3 separate regions of the Mus musculus genome follow, and regions 2 and 3 are each linked to region 1. A link is a contact called in public HiChIP or PLAC-seq data. All regions are on one chromosome and are shown on one strand. The core of a region is the stretch at or near the end of the contact, and the rest is flanking DNA. Distances in the headings are between cores, read along the strand shown.

Region 1 (4,227 bases), core at 373-2,872:
GCAATGGAGAATAATTCGGAGGAAAAGAGAGATTTATTTATGTAGTAAGTGGCAAGGTTCATGGTGCTAGGGATTGAGAGTACACACTGCCCTTCGGCTTGACTTAATTTCTCCTCTCAACATCTTAGTTTTTCTTTGTTCCTTTATTTCTTTTCATCACGCCCTTCTGCCCTTCCACCACCCAGAAAATAGAGTGCCATTTGTGAGGATTTAGCTTTCCAGGAACAGCCTCTGGGGCTCAGAGGAAGGCCTAGACAGAAGAAAAACAAGACAAGCCTATGCCAGCAGGGTAGGGGCAGAAGGCCAGCGAACTCGGCCTCCTTAGGGCAAACATGGCGGCTGTTGATCTCACAGCTGCCAGCAGGGAAGAACATAGGTAAGAAAGCTGAATTCTGCCCAGTCAGTTTCCTGGGTTGTAGTTAGGACTTCTTAAAGCTCAAGTATGCCAGATCTTAACAATCAAGGGAGCTATTTAAAGCACAGCCTTCCTTAGTGATGTAACTACATTTGCAGTTCTTAAATAGGTGTGGGGTAGGAGAAAAGAAGAGTGCTCTGAAATCAGTCTGACCCCATGGGGCAAGGTCTTAAGCTTTTGGCTGGAAGAAGCTAGTGAGATAGGATACAGAGGCTCAGCTACCTCCCAGGGGTGGAAACCCTGCCTTATCTTACCTGCAGGAGTGATGGGGACTTATTTTCTCAGGGAACAGGAAACAGAGAACCAGGCTGATTAGGGCTGCTCTCCAGTCTAGCATAAGAAGGTAGCCAAAGAGGGGAAGATAACGCCAGACAACCTTGTCCTGAACAAGCCCAAGGACCCTGAGGATAGGGTGGGTGGGGTCAGGGGGTAATCAGTGACTTCGTTATACACGATTCCTCATGCCCTCCCTAAGATGAACTTCATTTCTCAGCTTCAGTCTATGTGCTCCCTCAGAAGGTACTATTCTTCTCACTTGGAGGAAAAGGGAGATGCAATGAGGCCGGATGAAGAGTCCTGAGCAGCATTCTCCCCCTCCATCCTGTCTCATTCAGCAGCTCAGAGCATGCACTGTAACTGAGGGCACAGTTACCATGGCACCAGGATGACCCAGGAAAACAGGCAGGCTCCAGACAGTGGTCAGCTCTGGAATGTGTTTAGAAGGAACTCTGTTAGCCTCATCCAGATTTCTAAAATTATCTTTGTCCTCAGAGATAACAGAAGAAGACCCAATTAACATTTGAACTGAATTGACCCTTGGAATTTCTGAAATTAGTTTATCATCAATGTTTCAATAAACATTTTCTTATCTAAGACTCTAGTATCAAAAACATAAATGATCCAAAACTTCTGCACAGGGAGCCAAGATATCAAGGTTTAAAGAGCAGGATGTAAGCTCTGAGTGGCAAGAGAAAATAGTGGATGAAAACCAGAGACAGAAAGGGCAGCAAAGAATTAACTGCCCTTGGGTATTTAAACAAGGCTTGCACTGGGGAAAGCTTGAAGGCTTAGGAAGAGGCAGAAATGGAGCAGGGCTCAAGATAAGCTGGATCCAGCTGATTCCTGGGAAGAATGGAAGAAGCAGAGGAGGGCAGAGCAGAGGAAACCAGCTGGCAATGTAAGACTAGGGCAGGGAAGGCTCCCGGCCAAGAATCCAGCAGCTCTTTCCAGGCAACAAGGAACATATTCTCCAGCTGAAGTCAGAGATAAAGTCCAGCCTTCCCGGGAGGAGTTGTTAACAGTAACTCCAACTTAAGGAGACAAGGAAGGGGCATTTTAGAGAGTGGGATGGGCATGAGCAAGGAATTTGTCACAAGGTCATTGTGACCCTGAGTAGAAGAGCAGTGTCTCGGTCACCAAGAGAGGGGACATTTAATGAAGCAATGGACTATAAGGATGACCTTATCCAAGTGTGGTCCTTTGCTGCAGACACCTCATGGAATGAGAAGCCAGTATCAGGGTCATTCCAGTGCAAGCTAATTGGCACGTAGGAAGGAATTGTTCTCACTATGTCAGCAGCCTAACTGATGCTTAATGGAAGCTAAACACCGGCTTTACTATTATTACAAACATAAAGCATACGGTTTGCCTACAGGGAAAAATAGAAAATACCCTGACTTCACAGGTAAGCAGGCATGTGCACACAGGAACACAAGAGTTAACAGAGCTTTACCATGTTTGTACACATGTGAAACGGACTCCAAGTGGCAAATAAGCATCATTCGTCTTGGCTAAATAGCTTCATACACTGTTTCAGAAGCACTGTCAAGCATCCTGACTTGGAATGCTTCACAGGTAAGCACCCATATCCCAACATGTGGCTGGCATAGGTGGTGCTGGGATTCGTCTCCTTAGCCACAATGAATGCAATCTCTAGCATCATCTTGATTGAGTTCAGGCAGCACAAGTGATTCCTTCCCCTAATTTATGGCCAAGACTCTTTTCCTGTGCTTTGGCCAACACTGATCTTTCCAGCTTTTCATATGTTCGGGAACATAGCGGTATCTAGCTTTTCCTAGTCTCTGCTTTTGGTTGCCCCACCTAGAGTTTGAGACATAAACACCAATCTGGGTTAAACAGCAGAATCACCGGCTCTGTCCCAGACTTCTCCAATCAGCACCTGTAAGTAGCACAGAGTTGGGTTGTTATCAATCAAGTCATCAATCAGTCTTGGTGGCAAGCCCCTTTACCTGCTCATCTACACGTCCTTTTGTAATTATATGGAACCATAGCAACCACAGAGTAAATAGGACATACTTTATTGACTTTAGTTAGAAAGTCCTTTTGACCAATCATGCTTAGGTGTTGTATGAATCAAACAACCATAGAGAGACAAGAAAATCCCTTTGTAACATTGTTTTACAAATGAGGTGACAAGGGACTGGAAGCCTTCCTAATATCTAAGGTCAAACCAGTGAAGTTTAGACACAACTGACGATGATCAAATGAACATGGTGACATCCTTAAAGACAGATGGTGACTCCCGATTATTTTGGAAAAGAAACTAGAAAACGTGCTCATGCTTAGGAAAGAGGCTCCGCTGCCTCATCCAGCCGTATTATTTTAAGATGTTGACTGTCTTTCATGCTGCTCACTCCAGGCAGTACCCTGGGTTGATCACTCCTGGTGCTGACCTCCAGATGCTGGCAGCGACAGAACCAGAGCAGTATCTTAAATTATCCTTCGGTCAAGTATGAATGAGAGAAACGTGTAATTTTAGTCAGCGTTTGTAACTGTTTTGTCCCAAAATAACTATGCCTAAAAGCATCCTTTACTCAGGCTATATTTTAAAATAGAAAAGGTGAATCCAAATTTTTCTCAGTTATTTTTTATTTTTCAGATTTATACAAGCCATTTTCAAAGCAGGAATGCCTAGCCTAGTTCATTTCTTCTCACTTAAAATAACATCAGAGAAATGCTGGAGTATTAATTTAATAAAAATACAATAAATTTACCCAAGCACTGATATTTAGAAAACATAGACATAACAATTTTATTCTTTTACACTTACAATAAACAGTTAGATACTTAATTAAATTTTCTATTAAAATTAAAGTCATTAAATACATTACTACTTAATTCAAGACATAGTGATTTAACTATTGAAATAAAATTTAAAACTGATGGAAGAGAAAGAAGGGAAGAATAATTGCAGATATGGATATGTAAATATATATATATACATATATATACACACACATAAACATGTACACATGTTCATGTGCGCATGCCACACACACACACACAGACACAGACATAGACACACATTCTTATTTAAAAAACAGATATACTTGGAAAATAATTCCTAAGGAAACTTCTTGAAAAACTAAGATCCCAAATGAATGTCTTAGACACTCTCTGACAAACCCATATTTCCTAGAATAGAAAGTTATTAAAAACATTGAAGTATTCTGTTAAAGGAGATAACTATAATGATTTTCTTCACCAGATTTTAAAATTATTTATAATAACAACTATTGAAACAATCATTTGTTGGGTTACAACTAAAAAGAGTTAGCCAGTGGTTTAGAATAATAATTCCAAGTGATGTATTTAATACCACAGAAGCAGTGATCAGTGCCAGCCGCTGGTAGTCCACACCGTGCTAAGACCACACATGTGTTCCAACTGAGCCATTATTTAGGTTTTCCTCCCTTCTATTTTGTTAAAAATGAATGCTCCAAATGAGATAAACTTGTGATTGTCATTTAACCATGCTGTGAAATTTTTATTCAACGCATTTAGTGAAAGAA
Region 2 (4,662 bases), core at 2,133-4,632, 370 kb before region 1:
GGTAATTTCTCTAGCTCCTCCATTAGGGGCCGTGTGACCCATCCAATAGCTGACTGTGATCATCCACTTCTGTGTTTGCTAGGCCCCGGCATAGTCTCACAAGAGAGAGCTATAACTGGGTCCTTTCAGCGAAATCTTGCTAGTTTATGTAATGGTGTCAGCATTTGGAAGCTGATTATGGGATGGATCCCTGCATATGGCAGTCACTAGATGGGAAATTTGCTAAATTTTTTAATGCATCACTGAAACTTAAAATTAACCAGATCTTCATGGAATGGAATTCCTCTGCTTCATCCACTAATAGTGTTGGAACAGCAAGAAGGCACAGATATTTTGTTGTCAGTTCCCATTCTTTGTGCATCTTTCTTAGAATTTCTCACCTCTTTCTTTATAATGAGACGTCCAAATACATTGCTACAAGAACCTTCACACTAGACAATTCACCACAATACATGCATTTACTATGCTTCTTAAATACCAATTTCCTCTACAAACCTATACTTTAAATGATATGAGATAAATACACTATGTATGTTTTATGTACCAGTATATACCAAGTTTGAATAAAGCTCAAAAGACCCCATAAAGCCAGTTCCATTCCACCAAGATTGAAGCAATAGGCTTAGAGGAAAAGGTCAGCATTAGACTTATTGCTCACAGAACAAACTCATTATTTGAAATGATCAAAGTTAGTAACAAGAAATCAAGAATTTGTATTTGGGCATAGTGACTGGTTGAGATGAGACAACCCTGCACTATGTGATGTTCAGAGATAGAATTCAAGTTGATACTGCTACCAAATTCCAGAAGACCCTGTGGATCTAAATATTCAATTTATTTTAAAGGAATTTTAGTGACAACGAAGTTCCACATATAAGATGTTCGACAGTGTCTGCTATGGTGTAGGTGCCTAACAAATATCAGCTCCCTTAACTGTGTGAGTAGTAGGAGCCCCTAAAAATTACACTGAGCCACTTCTCACGAGTGGGGCTCACTGTGCAGGTCAGTCATATGAAGTAGTGGATGGGAAGTGACTAGAGCAGAGCAAGGGGTTTGACGTGGATGACTCCTGGAGCAACTCTTCGTCCTGCATCAACTCAGAGTCACTGGATCTGACTGACTTCACGTCCTGGTGCTGAACTGGTCTCAGATGGATCTCAGAAGTAACAGATTTAAGACTCTGCTGTGTTTCCTTTCTGTAGTAGTAATATGCTTAGGAGCTTTGATGGTATTTATTCACTAACAGACACCAGACCTGATGATATCCAGAAACTAAACCCTGAAGTTTAAGCTCTTAAATCATTAGGACCCAGAGAACAGGGCAGTCTGGAAACAAAATCAATCCAAAGACTTCAGCACTTTGTTGAATTCAGTTGAAAAACAACCACAGGAATTGCCAAGACATTACACGGGTCCGGAAGGGAGAAGACAAATTTTGAAAACGCCAATCTTATTCAGAAAAATCAGACACATGGTACAGTCCTTATCCTGATTTGACCCAGCTCTCTCGTTGTGCAATGAAAAGTGGTAGCCCATAGACACCCAGACTATTAAGAATCCCTCCCAAGGCACTGAAGCCTTTTGACTTGTGTGTCTGTTCTCTCCCTCTTTTGTTGCTGAATTATATTTCCTTATCTTGACTATCTATATTTTTCTTATGAATAAAAACGCAGAAATGAGTGTGGGAGCCAATCTGAAAATGAATGACCCTGGATATGGTAACAGAGCTTCAAAGTTAAGCGATTCTTACCCCTGACATTCTGTCACTGCACATAGCATCAAGTCCTTATGGTGATTCCTATTCACCTTCCATATTTATACACATGCATATAAAACTATGTCACTTGCTTCAAAGTAGTAAGGTGACAATGATGTGTTCAAACCTGCAGAGACAGCCTGACTTGTTGCTACTCTCAAGGAAGAGTCAGAAGGATCACAAGTTCAAAACTGACCTGAGCTATACCTAGTCCTCTGGGCTAGATGTGTGGCTTGGTGGTAGAGCATGTTCAAGGCCCTGGGTTCTATCCCCTAGAAACTCATACATATGCCTAGAGGGAAAATCTATTATACAGATTTATTTGAGAAGATTCTTTACCTAAATAACTACTGAGCTCTAGAGGGGTAATGCATGTGTTTATAGAATGTTTTGCAGGCTCCAACTATATGTCAGGAAACATTCAAGATAGCAATGCTTTTTCATAGGACGATTTTCTTTCCTAAAGACTTTCAAAGTTAGTTTTAAATATGTATATGTGCTTGTATCTGTGAGTGGGTATGTGCATTTGAGAATGGTTGCCATGCCTCCTTGGTCCTGCCTTCTGCCTCCCTACTATGCACCCTGTGAAATTCTTCCATCCTCCTCACTTGAGCCCCACTGGTCTGGAATGATTGTCTGCTCCCCAGGCCTGAACCAAGCAACCTGCTACTGAGCACCCAGGCTCGCTCTCTACAGCATCTTCTGAGTTGAACCCATCCATCAATTCTTTGTGATGTTTCTTATATATTTCCCTTAGTTGGGCATCCATCTGAAAGGTTGTGTAGGCTTCATGAGTGACCTCAGAGAGCATGGATGCTACACAACTCTGGCTGCAATTGTCATAAAGGGTTTTCTTTATTTCCCAGCTTTGACAGTGGTAAGGAGAGTAGGCAGCTATCAGCTGGTGTTACCTGGGAGCCCTTCTGTCTCATCTTTCAGAAACACTCTCCACATCCTAACAATGTCTTCCTTTGTCAGACGTACCTGATGCATGCTCCTGTTGACTGGGGGAGGCTTATTATTTCATGTGTCTCTGTAAGTGGAGATTGCTGCTCTGAGGAGGAAGGGGGAAATCGATTGTCTGTTCCCGCAGCTTTAGAGCTATCCTGGGCTCTTAGGGCCTCAGAGTTGCTGTGTTCCCACACTTTCTGCTCAGCTGGCCGCTTTGTTTCTTCCCTTTCCTCTCTTCAGTTGTGCGTCTGTTTTCTTTTCTGTTGTTCCTTTGAACTCCTTAGGAAGCCAAAACTGCAGTCAGACAGAAGAACAGGAAAAGCTGCCCATGAGCAGACTTGGGCTGGGAAATTCCTTTTGTCTCTTTTCCCTTAAGGACATATTTTTATTTTATGTGCACAAGTGGTTTGTGTCTGCATGCACGTGCACCATCTACCTGCCTTATCCTCGTGTCAGACAGAGGATGGCATTGGATCGCCTGGAGCTGGAGTAATAGGTGGTTGTAAGCTAAAGGTGGTTTTATTTCTCTGTAAGAGCAACAAGCTCTCTTAACCACTATCTCCATCTCTCTGGGCTCATGTTCCTTTAAAAAAAGAGACTTGCACACATTAACCTAGAAAAGCTGAACACTGGCTCAACAATACAGCCCAGTATATCCAGAGCCAAGCCAGAGTGCACAGTGACTCAATAATACAGTGTGTCCAGAACCAACCCAGAGTGCCAGATTTCTTTCTATCTGTAGACCCCACCCCTTGTCTCAATTCTTAGGCCACAAATATTGCTATCCTAAAAGGTGCTTTAGGGTATGAGTGCTTACCCATCCTGAATGTTCCCACAGCATTAGAGGTCACACATCCTGTATGTGTCTCTTGAAATGGTCAGCCAGCTGTTAGAGGAAATTTACAAGACACCTTTTCCTTAAATCTACAAAAATTGCTTTTGTCAACAAATTCCTGTTCAGACTTCCTGCTCCAGCAGTGTTTGCTTCCTTGCTGCTGTGAGAGGAAACAAAAAATAGAACGGCCTTCCTGCTTCAGGAAGTTGGGCCCAGACAAGTCTGTGTGCCATGATGAGGCCAGCATCCTATGAAAGCCTCTGGGAAGTAATCCATTGGGGTATTATATTTAGGAACAGCCTGACTGAGAGCATCCCTGTGGCATTGAAGGGATAACCTTGTGCTCAGTTGGCTTGTCCTTCATTTCTGTTTAAAAGAATCGGGAGGGATGCAGCGTACAAAATGCTTCTGAATGGAGCAAGTCCTCTAGGCTTGATGGCATCTCTTCAGAATGGGAACTGTGTAGGAAGTGCAGGGATATGCAATGGCAATATACGCATGCGCCACTCAGTGTGCAGAGAATGGTGCTGAATTAAACTCGGCTACTCCTTCCATGACTGGTATGAGAATTTCCCAAACCTCTTCTTTTTCTTCCATATTTCTTCACACTTGGTCTTAGCCAAAAGTCCAAGAAGTGATCCTCCATACTTTTTTCCATCCAGACTTTGTGCTCATCACACAAGCAGCAAGTGAAGCGTCTACATATTAATACACTTTCAGTGTTTGAAAGAAAATTGCTCTCCAAGTTTGTCACCATTCTCATATCTCTTCTATGGTTTTATGCCATCCTAAACAGACTACAACAGAGACAAGCTCAATCACCCTGAGGGACAGCCATCCTGGGAGCTAGCCTAAGCCACATGTGTGAGTTGTTCCCAGGAGATCCAGTCAGAAGCCTGATCTAAGTTGAGCCTTGGAATCCTCTTAACTCCTATATCTGACAAGGGGATAAAGAGGCAGCCAGAGGATTCCTGTCACGCCCAGGCTTCGTGTCTCTCCAGTTGAAGCACTTGGAATTATGGAACACAAAAACTACTGGTGTCAAGCCCTATTCAAATGCCAGAGCCACAGAATATGTGAGCATATGAAAATGCCACCAAACTGTAGGCTGGTCAGTTGT
Region 3 (4,460 bases), core at 1,186-3,685, 400 kb before region 1:
ACACAACTTCAAAAGTGCAGCATGTGATTCCAAGGTAGAGCGCTATAATCTCTTGGATCCTGCAGGTTGACTCTGCATCAGATTTTCCAGAACTTTGCTAGTGCTAGGTGTTCTAATAGTCACCAAGAAGAGGCACTGATGTCTTCAGCTGTAACCCTGCTTTGTTTCTCTCTTCAGCTCAGTTCTGAGCTCTGGGGCCAAACTTATCATTATAGCTTTCTGGTGACTAATCCCGTATTATTTCTAGAAAAGCCTCGTGGTACCCAGCTGGAGATTTCTGCAGCTCACTCTGAAGAATATGGTAGACAACAAGGAAATGAGGAAGCTTTCCAGCCCAGCTAGTGAGTCCTGAGTCCTGGTGTCCCCATGCTATCTGCCTTCTTTGTAGTCCCTGTCAGAACCCCTTTGGAAAAACACCTGGAGAATGGTACAACAAAGGGCAGGAGTGGGGCAATAACAAGGACATAGCATTGCTCAGGTCCCCAAGAAAAATGAAGGTACATTGACAGTCTAGCATTGGCCTCAGTGTTGATTTCCTGGTGTGTGGTCCCTGGCCCTAAAATGGCTAAATCTGAAGAAGGTCATGTCTCCTAGGCCTGAGGACTAGGGTGTAGGGAAGTGTCTTGAAATATTATAGTTTGCCTCTTAAAGAAATGCTCCTGATCTGGCTTTATAAAGTCTCTAAGACTTGAGTGGACCTAGAAGGGATAACCTCTCCCAAGCCAGAAAGAGTTTATAAGGTACCCAATTGCCATACCACACATGACATATAAATAATTATAATATTTTGCTACTTAGAAGCACCCAGTGACCAGAGCTTGTGACTGACAACTAACATCTGCAGCTTTGGAACTGAACCTGTAACTTCAGCGAGCTGTTGAATTGTAAACACATCTGGGATGAAGATCATCAGAGAACTGGATAACCCTCAGCAACATGACATCAAAATAGACAGTCAAAGTTGAGTGCCTAAGCTTAGGCACCAGTCAGCCATGCCAGCAGGGACAGTACAGGTATTAGACATGTTTTAGCTAAATTAGGGGTTGAGTGAAAGTTGGGAAGTCAATCTGGGTTGCCACTGTGAATAAGGATTGCATCTTGACCAAAGGTTAAAAGTTTAGACTAAGTGTGGTGTTCATGGGCCTATTGACCCACCTACTCAGTGGGCTAAGAAAACAAAAATCACAAATTTGAATCCTGCACATGCAACTGACTGAGACCCTATTTCAAGGTTTGAAATAAAGCTCAGTGAGAGCTCTTGCCTCGTGTGGACCAGGACCTAGTATCCTTCAGATTTTGCTTTGCTCTTCACACTAATGCACATGACAAATAGGTTTGACTAAATAGCCACTGAATGCTTAGGAGACACAGGGATGTTCTTGAACTGGGCTGTGGTGACAGTGAGAAAGTTTTAAATTTATTAAAGCATCACTAAATGATATTGGTAAAAATAAAACCACAGAAGGAAAAATTAAGACCATTACAATAAAAATTGACAACTCCATTGTGGTTTAAGGGACTTAAAACTTTAACTCTACCCTTAAAATATTCCTGTGATCACATATGGATCAAAATAAAACCATAAGGGTATAAGAACACCCCTCTCTGCCCCTGGTGGAATTCTAGCTCCTTCCAGCATGGATTATGGTCATCTCTTAAGCTTTCTCACTTCTAATTCCTCAGCAAGTTGACTCTGTTCCCCTTGGCTAGGACACTCTTGGTGCTCCCACCCAACACTCTGAACATAGCCATATGGCAGTTGTCACTGCTACTTCCTCTTCTGATTTCACATGGGCTGACATCAAGAACATCTCATGGTCAAAGCTGAGACTCTCTTTAACCTCAATGGTCAATAGAAGAGCCATTCTTTTACACCATCAGCCCCCCGCCAACCCTGTGGTCTTATGGTTTCACTCTGTCCCCGGGGCTGTAGAGGAGAATCTGGTGTTCTTGGATCTGTCCCACTCTGGCAGTATAGGTGCCAGCTGATGGTGCCTATAATATTTAAAAGACCTCCAACCCCCTCACCACCATGTTTTACAAGAACAAATCTCCTATGGATGTTTCTAGATGGTCTTTCCTTATTAAAAAGTTCCTGACTATTTTCTTCTCACCTCACCCAGATCCAGGCTGGGCTGTGATCTATATAGCCATCCTAATAGCTGATGACACAGAGCTCTTTAAATGGTGGTTGAGCACTGGTAAAAATTTAAGTAGAGATGCCAGTGAGTGAATGGGATACAAGCATGTGGGTCTCAGAGTTCATTTTTGGTTCTTAAAAAACTTAGCTTGTGTTCTAAAACACAACAACATGGTCTGACACACCCTTTCCAAGGCAAGTGGCTCACAGCCACCTGGCTGGAGTATGCCCTAGGCTGTGCACATACTCTTGTTGAATACTATAGTATTCCTTCCACTCTACACAGTGTCTGCCTCAAGAGCAGTTCTGACAGGCATGCAACTCTGACTATTCCAGCTTTCTGCTCCTCCTCACCACCCCCTTTGGTTGAGAATCACAGACAAGTGTTGGGCTGAGCCAACTACTGACCTGACAGCAGGCTCAAAGCCAGGATAATGTTTCCATGGTAAGTCACTTAGCAGATACAGGACTCAACATTTCCCCCAAGAGCATTGCATGGCAGGAGCCCTCCCTCGTGTTCGGGAACATAGGAGTATTTCACCCTGATCTCATCACCAGCATCTTACAGCTCTCCAATGGGAATGACTTTCACCCTGGGAATTAGAGAGCAGGCAGTGAGCCAATGTGATGCTGTAATAAGCCTTTGAGAATCGACACTTCCAGAAATTTTTTCTTTTTAGGCTCTTTCAAAGCAAGTGAATAAAAGCAGCAGTGACTTAATATAAACGGTCTCCTCTGTACCATTTTTTTAGGAGAGATTTATTTTATTTAATTAAAATGTAATTATATGATTTCTTCCCTCCCTCCAATTTCTCCCACATCTGACCACCCTCCAAAATATAAAAGAAGCCCCTGTCCATATACACGGAAATGAATCAACATATAAACACTACCAGTGAGTCTACTCAGTTTCTACAGCTGTAAGCACTCAATATTGGATGACCAATCAGGGACTTCATCCATGGATAAGGCTAATTAATCCTCTCTCTGTGCAGTTGTTAATTTCCTATAGCTCGTCATCTAGGAGAGTGACCACCGTGAGATTTCCCCATTTATGTTGGGATGTCAACTCTTATTGGAACTGTTCAGGTATTGTTTAGGCAGCTCTGTTGTTGGGATTTTGCAGGTATAGCTTCCTTCTCTACTGTAGCTAGAAGACACAATACAAAGCTTATTCCTTGGTCTTCTCACTCCTATGACCCTTCTGCTGCCTTTTCCTCAATGTTCCCATTGCTGAGAATATCACTTTTGGTAGACTCCATCAGTGACACCCACTTCAACCCAGAAATCAGCCAGTGCCTACAAAAGCCCCAGAGAATATACAAATCACAGGGCATCCTTACAATATCTAAAAAGTGTGCAGTGTTCAGCAAGTCCTATCAGGGATGCTATCTGAACAGAATGGCAGGGTTGCCAACACAAGCAGATTATCCACCAAGTATGTACTGGATAAGCATATTCGACAGAATATGAGTAGAGGTGGAAACAATACCTTAAATTTCATTGTATGGTTGTTTGTCCTGCCCAGTTCTTAGTTTCTTTTTTGCTAGAATAAGACAAAAAGAAAAGGAAAAAAAGATTAAGTTTCCCGAGGACAAAAGTATCACATTCGTTCGGGTATCTCTCTGGACACCTCCGAGAACTGTCTTTGTAGTGTTTGCTGAGCCTCTCAGACTTGTGCTACCGTGTTCTCTATGCTGTCATTGTGGGCTGTGTACTAAAGTAGGTAAGATGAGCCATGATGAGAAGCTGAGTTCTACTGCATAACAAGTACAGTTAAACAGAGTATGGCAGTACAGCATTCTGCTCATTGATTAAACCTAGCGATTTTAAAATGGTATCAGAAGACTCAAGTCCATTAATAAAACAGGCCCCTTTTTTACATCACAACAAACATGTATGAATCATTTATACTTTTTTTCTGTCAAATGATGTTTGACAATAATCAGATGATAATGAAATGTATAATTAATAATAAAAATGCCAACATCTGTTAGTTTGGTATTACAGACTGATTTTTTTTCAGTGTACTATTTCAGATGTGTCACCATTAACCTAATTTATATTAAAAATCTGCTAAATACAATCTGTTGTCATTAGTTGTTAATTTGAATTGGCACATGACACCACAGAGATGATTCCTGTCTACTCGTCTCCTGACTTATCACTCTGTTCTAACCCAAAAGCCCCCAAATATGTCTACAACCGGCTGTCTCATAAGTCTTGGCAGCAGATGGACCCGGCTGGCTGGCTGTTGCTCTCAGCTGTGAATGATCAGTGCTTGAGACTGAAGCAGCAGCATTTGGTCTCAAAAGATGCC

Evidence for each region. HiChIP or PLAC-seq counts read pairs in DNA pulled down with a chosen protein or histone mark.
Region 2: an H3K27ac HiChIP or PLAC-seq map of heart atrium shows a contact between it and region 1, with 3 times the contacts expected there. The contact joins two enhancer-like sites. A contact is called at or near these places in 1 of 15 datasets of contacts at CTCF or cohesin (large pre-B cells), 1 of 484 Hi-C or Micro-C datasets (cranial neural crest) and 1 of 115 datasets of contacts at active chromatin or transcription factors (heart atrium).
Region 3: an H3K27ac HiChIP or PLAC-seq map of heart atrium shows a contact between it and region 1, with 5 times the contacts expected there. The contact joins two enhancer-like sites. A contact is called at or near these places in 1 of 39 promoter capture datasets (hippocampal neurons), 1 of 15 datasets of contacts at CTCF or cohesin (pro-B cells), 3 of 484 Hi-C or Micro-C datasets (the C2C12 cell line, cerebral cortex and neural progenitor cells) and 2 of 115 datasets of contacts at active chromatin or transcription factors (fibro-adipogenic progenitors and heart atrium).

Annotation. Positions count from the first base shown.
Region 1 is chr2:124,918,894-124,923,120 of GRCm38.p6, forward strand. No RefSeq gene overlaps it. Among named protein-coding and RNA genes, the nearest start is that of Gm39920, 130 kb to the left of the region's middle. Within about 2 kb of position 1,623, at least 37 of the 459 cell types and tissues checked have an H3K27ac peak or open chromatin away from gene starts, as enhancers often do. A contact at or near this core is called in heart atrium, where this site is marked.
Region 2 is chr2:124,551,534-124,556,195 of GRCm38.p6, forward strand. It overlaps a transcript of Sema6d not described here. Among named protein-coding and RNA genes, the nearest start is that of Sema6d, 100 kb to the right of the region's middle. Within about 2 kb of position 3,383, at least 19 of the 459 cell types and tissues checked have an H3K27ac peak or open chromatin away from gene starts, as enhancers often do. A contact at or near this core is called in heart atrium, where this site is marked.
Region 3 is chr2:124,519,971-124,524,430 of GRCm38.p6, forward strand. It overlaps a transcript of Sema6d not described here. Among named protein-coding and RNA genes, the nearest start is that of Sema6d, 130 kb to the right of the region's middle. Within about 2 kb of position 2,436, at least 13 of the 459 cell types and tissues checked have an H3K27ac peak or open chromatin away from gene starts, as enhancers often do. A contact at or near this core is called in heart atrium, where this site is marked.